2 separate regions of the Columba livia genome follow, and region 2 is linked to region 1. Evidence: chromatin contacts called from public Hi-C data. All regions are on one chromosome and are shown on one strand. The core of a region is the stretch at or near the end of the contact, and the rest is flanking DNA. Distances in the headings are between cores, read along the strand shown. Region 1 holds the start of VPS54 (VPS54 subunit of GARP complex). Region 2 holds the start of AFTPH (aftiphilin).

Evidence for each region. Hi-C and Micro-C count contacts between places; a contact is called where the count stands out from the background.
Region 2: a contact with region 1 is called in a Hi-C map of liver, with 4 times the contacts expected there. The contact joins the promoter of AFTPH here to the promoter of VPS54 in region 1. A contact is called at or near these places in 2 of 2 Hi-C or Micro-C datasets (crop and liver).

Annotation. Positions count from the first base shown.
Region 1 is chr3:111,877,098-111,879,682 of bColLiv1.pat.W.v2, forward strand. VPS54 (VPS54 subunit of GARP complex) reads right to left here and starts at 1,297. Exons shown (of 24, transcript XM_065059241.1): 1 at 1,144-1,297; 2 at 563-674.
Region 2 is chr3:112,178,523-112,181,107 of bColLiv1.pat.W.v2, forward strand. It overlaps AFTPH (aftiphilin), which reads left to right and starts at 1,299. Exons shown (of 8, transcript XR_010471890.1): 1 at 1,299-1,438. It overlaps LOC135579209 (a long non-coding RNA gene), which reads right to left and starts at 1,564. Exons shown (of 2, transcript XR_010471897.1): 1 at 1,429-1,564.

The sequences.
Region 1 (2,585 bases), core at 47-2,546:
AAAAGCATACATGCAAATCAGTAAGCAAGTAAATATTTTTATTTACTTTAAAAGAGGTACTTCAAATGTTTGGGATCACTCGATGGTCTGTAACAGAAATCCTAAGTACTGATAAAAGTTAAGAAAAATGGAAAAGGAAAGGAGAATCAATAAAATACTATGTCCAAAACTGGACAGTCAAATAGAGAGAAAGTTAATTTTTTGTTGAAAGTGCAAGAGATAAGTATTTTGCAAACACATATGGGTATTTCTCTAATCGTGACATACCGTCTTTGAAAAATTACAGTAAGGAAAGGTAAGAAACTACATTTGTCTATGCACACAGTTTTAGGACTGTCTATAAACCCAGGAACCACCACAATCCTAAAAAACATTTTTTGGAACCAACAAATCCTTTAGCTCTCCCCATCCCAGTCGCCATTAACATGGGTGTCACATGCCAGCATTACAGAGAAAAAACCCAAGCACCTGCCCCAAACGTTACTTTCCCACACCAGCACCAGATGCTCACAAAATCCACACCTGGCGAGCACGGCATCGCCTCGCACGGAGCCAGACGTACCTTAGCAAGGACACGCCGGGCGTATCTCGGGGAGGCCGTCGTCATATCTCTCCCTGTCGCATCTCACGGAAAACCACCTGGCCTGGGAGATGGGGGACGGCACGTCGGTGACCTAAAGGGGAGAGCCCGCATGAGGGAGGGCGGCGACCGCCGTGCTCAGGGCAGCCCAGCAAAGCCTGGCTTAACCCTGGCACTTCCACACACTCAGCGTCTCCCCGCCAGGGATGGGCACGGAGTTCAGACACCACCCGTTTCCCACCGGGGGGTTACCATGGAAATACAAAACCTAAATTTGCAGGGGAAAAAAAAAAACGCAGAACGGTGCAGCATTCCCCCGCGCCTCAAAGTTGGCGCCCCTTCCCTCACACCCTCCCTCACACCCTCCTCTCCCTCACACGGCCCCGGGCCGCCCCTCACCGCGCCCGGGCCGCAAAGACAAAGGGCACCCGGGAAAATTCAACTTTCCTGGCCGCTCTCCGTGAGATCCCCCCTCCCCCCAGCCGCGGGCGGAGGCGGGGAGGCACCTGCACCGGCGGCCTGGCAGCGGGCGGCAGGCCGGGCGGGGAACTCCCCCTGCCTACCTGCGGCGCCGGGCGGGCGGGCGGCGCGGCCTAGCGCGGCGCCAGCGCCTCCGCGGCGACACGTCGCTCCCCCCCCCGCGCAGGGCGGCGCGGCGCAGGAAGCGGCCCGAGCGGCGGCAACGAAGGCGGCGGGAGGGGACCAGGCACCGCCTCTCCCCGCCGACCCGGGGAGGAGCCGCCGCCGCGGCCGGCGGAAGGGGCTGCCCCTGCCCGCCCGCGCTTAGGGTTGCGGTTCCGTCCCCTCAGGAGCCGCGCCGGCCCGTGGGGGCGGCCTCGGAGCGGAGGTGCCGCCACCCAGACCCGGGCTGGGGGTGACTCCCAGTGCCATCCCGCGGTGTCCTGGAGCCGGGGCGCCGCCACTTAGGAGTCCCCACGAGTGCCCAGTGCTGCCATTCCAGGATGTGGGAGGCCCCGTGTGTGACTCACAACTGAAGTGCTGGCATTTGAGAGGCCCCACGAGTGTCCCACAGCTACAGCATTTCAATGTCCTCACAAGTGCCTCGCTGCCACAGCACTGCCATCGCAGGGCGTGAGGGGCCCGTGGGTGCCCCACAGCCAAGGTGTTGCCAGCTGGCAGGCCCCATGAAGAGAAGCTGCCAAATCAACATATACTGTGATTAAGTTATAAAGGGCACACCCATCATTAACCAATTGACGTGAGATAATTGCTTTCTGACCACTTGCAAAATGAGGGGATATTTTCCAAGTTTTAGATCCTTTTGCATGACGAGAGGGAGGCAGAAGATTAAGTGATACATTGTTTAGAAGCAGAGTGCTTAGTTTGTATTTAGCTAATAATTAATAGAGGTACTGTAAGTAAGAAATAATTGTAACTAACACTGTCAATTATTTCTTAATACAGATGTTCTGTATTCCAAAATTTTCAAAAATTGTAATGCATATGTAATAATTACGTGAATATAAGCAACACAACAGCATCCAGTCTTTGGAGCACTAATGAAGGATGATCCCCAGTGCTCCCCAGCACTGACAAAATAAAGAATGCTGCTTAACAGTATAATTGACTCTGCTGTTAATTTTATTTCTCCATTTTACCCGTGGATGAGGTGCTGCCATGTGGGAGTCCCCACAAGTGCCCCACAGCTACAGCACTGCCATCCTGGGGTGTGAGGGACACCGTAACTCATGGCTGAGGTGCCGCTGTTACAGAGGCACCATCACTTGAGAGGCCCCACAAATGCCCCATAGCCAAGGTGCTGCCATTTGAGAATCCCCTGAAATGGAGAAATAAACGTAACAGCTTGTAAACAATATATCACTTAATCTTCTCTCTCCCTCTTGTCATGCAGAAGGATCTGAAACTTGGAAAATATCCCCTCGTTTTGCAGGTGGTCAAAAAGCATTTACCATGTCAACTGGTTAATGATGGGTACGTCTTTTGTAACCTAATCACAGTATACATTAATTTAGCAGCTTCTCTA
Region 2 (2,585 bases), core at 49-2,548, 300 kb after region 1:
AAATAAGATATATATTTTTTAAATATTAAAATTGTTTAAAAAATAGAGTATTTATCTGTATGTCTTTTTGTCAGTCTTTCTACTCCTCTTTACAGAATTTGCACAACCAAAACCCAAACAAAACTGTAAAAAGCCAGTTCAACTAAAGCATGATTTGACTGACAACTAGCCTATGTACACACCATCCCTAGGAAGCGTAGGCATACATGAATCTCTTTTTCCAGAAATAAATTCGCAAAACTACTCTTTGAAGGTGGTAACTCCGTCAGACCCTGATGCTCAGGAGCTGAGGTTTCAGCACAACGCAGACAGGCCCTTGGGGATCCCACCTGGACTAAGAGCTCTGCAAACTCTGAAGCTGAGGAACTTACCCCCTTGGTCACAAGGAGACATAAAGGTGGAATAGTGAGTGGTATGGCAGCCTGTTCCAGACATGGGTTGAGGATCAAACATATGGGATCACACTACTCCCCTCTAAACTTCAAAGGGGTGAAAATTTGCAGTAAGCAAAACCTCCTATGCAGAAATCACAGGACGGGTGGTGGTTGGAAGGGACCTCTGGAGATCATCCAGTCCAACCCACCTGCTAAAGCAGGTTCACCAGAGCAGATCACACAGGAAAGTGTCCAGGTGGGTTTGAATGTCTCCAGAGGAGACTCCACAGCCTCTCTGGGCAGCCTGTTCCAGGGCTTGGTCACCCTCAAAGTAAAGAAGTTTCTCATCATGTTTACATGGAACCTGCTGTGTTTCAGTCTGTACCCATTGCCCCTCATCCTGTCATTGGGCACCACTGAAAAGAGCCTGGTCCATCCTCTTGACACCCACCCTTGAGATATTTCTAAGCATAAATAAGACCCCCTTTCAGCCTTTTGTTCTCCAGGCTGAACAGCCCCAGCTCTCTCAGTCCTTCCTTGCAATAAAGATGTTTCAGACCCCTCATCACGTTTGCAGCTCTCCACTGGACTCCCTCCAGTAATTCCTTGTCCTTCTTGAACTGGGGAGCCCAGAACTGCACGCAGTACTCTAGACCCGCTCTCTGCCAGCCTAACCCTCAAGGCTTGGAAACCAAACACTCCCGCAGCGCGGGCATAACCACGGTCGTGTTGGCGGCAAAGCTCCGAGCCACAGCGCAGCTCCCCCGGGGAGCTCAGCCCTCCGGACAGCTGCCGGGAGGGATTGTCCACAAATGCCCCATTTCTATTTTGGATGGGGGTTTTTTATGTCTCCGCGGGCAAACGCCCGCACGGCCCCGGGCACGGAAACACTGCAACCCGACGCTGCCCTCTTCCTCCCGAGACCAACATGGCCGCCGCGGCATCCCCACGGCACCGCCTCACCCCTCGTCCAAGATGGCCGCCTTGCTGCGGTGGAGGCGGCTTGCCAGCACTCAATATGGCGACAGCGCCGTTAAACCACCATCCTCCTCACCTAGCAAGGGGTAGGTATCACCACAGCGGCGTTAGTAGCTGGTTTGTTTATTAATTTACGTGCCCGCCCCGCCGGCTGCCGCTGGAAGTGACGCGACTCCGGGGGCGGCGGTGCGCTGCCTGCCGGGAGGCCAAGTGGGCGGTGGCGGGGCAGGAGGCGGTGGCCGCCGGGAGGGGGCCGGGCCGCAGCGACGCGGTTCCTGTCGCCGTGACATGGGTTCCCCCTCGATGGCGGTTGCCGCGGGAGGCCCCAGATAACCGGCTGCGTCCCCTGTCCCCTTCCCTCCCGCCGCCATGCCCGCTCGGGCCCCGCCGCCTCCCGCGCAGCCCGCAGGTAAGAATCGGCGCCGCCGCTGCCGCCGAGCGGGGGGCCGTTCGTTCCCTCCGGGCCTGGCGGGGGAAGGGCACCCCCTGCCCCGCGGTAGCTTGCGGGGACCTCCGGGGGCTGCACCCGGGGCCCTGCAGCGGCCGGGCCCGTCAGGGCAGCGCGCTCTCCGTCCTTCTCCCTCCGTCCCCAGGGGAGGGCGGCGAGGCCGGGCCGCCCTGTCGGGGCGGGGGGGAGTGAAGCCCCGCAGCGCTCCCCTTGCGGAGGCGCCTCTTGCTCGGCTTGCCCCGCCGCGGCTGGAGCGGGGGGACGGGCCGCGGCGGGGCCGGGCTCGGAGCCGGGCGGCTTTGTCCTTCGGCGGCGTTGTGCCGCTCCTCGCAGCGGCCCCGGGCGGGGTGGCTGCCCCGCGTTCCTGTGGAGTTCAGCGGGGCCGCAGCTGGAGGAGAGGGCTCGGTCGCTTGAGGTGCGGTAGAAGAAGTTACGCTGTGTTCGGCTTTTCCTCATAAGCTTGCCTTCTTTAAGTGGCGTAAAGTGTGTCAGTTGCTAAATGCATCTGAAGATGCCATGTTAAAACACAGTTATGATTTTAATTTATTTACAATTAATGCCATTCTAAAACGGGGGACAATTGCTGAAATGCTTATTCGGTCCCGACACTTCGGTTTGGTACTGTAAGTGGCTACCTGATGAACCAAAATATGCTTTTTCCCTAGAGTACGCAATCCCTTAAACCAAGGGTTAAACCTTAGGATTCCTTCAAAGCATCAGTAAGTTGTTTTCTTGATAATGACAGCCCCTTCCTTCCAGCTTCAGCACAGAAACTGAAACCTTCA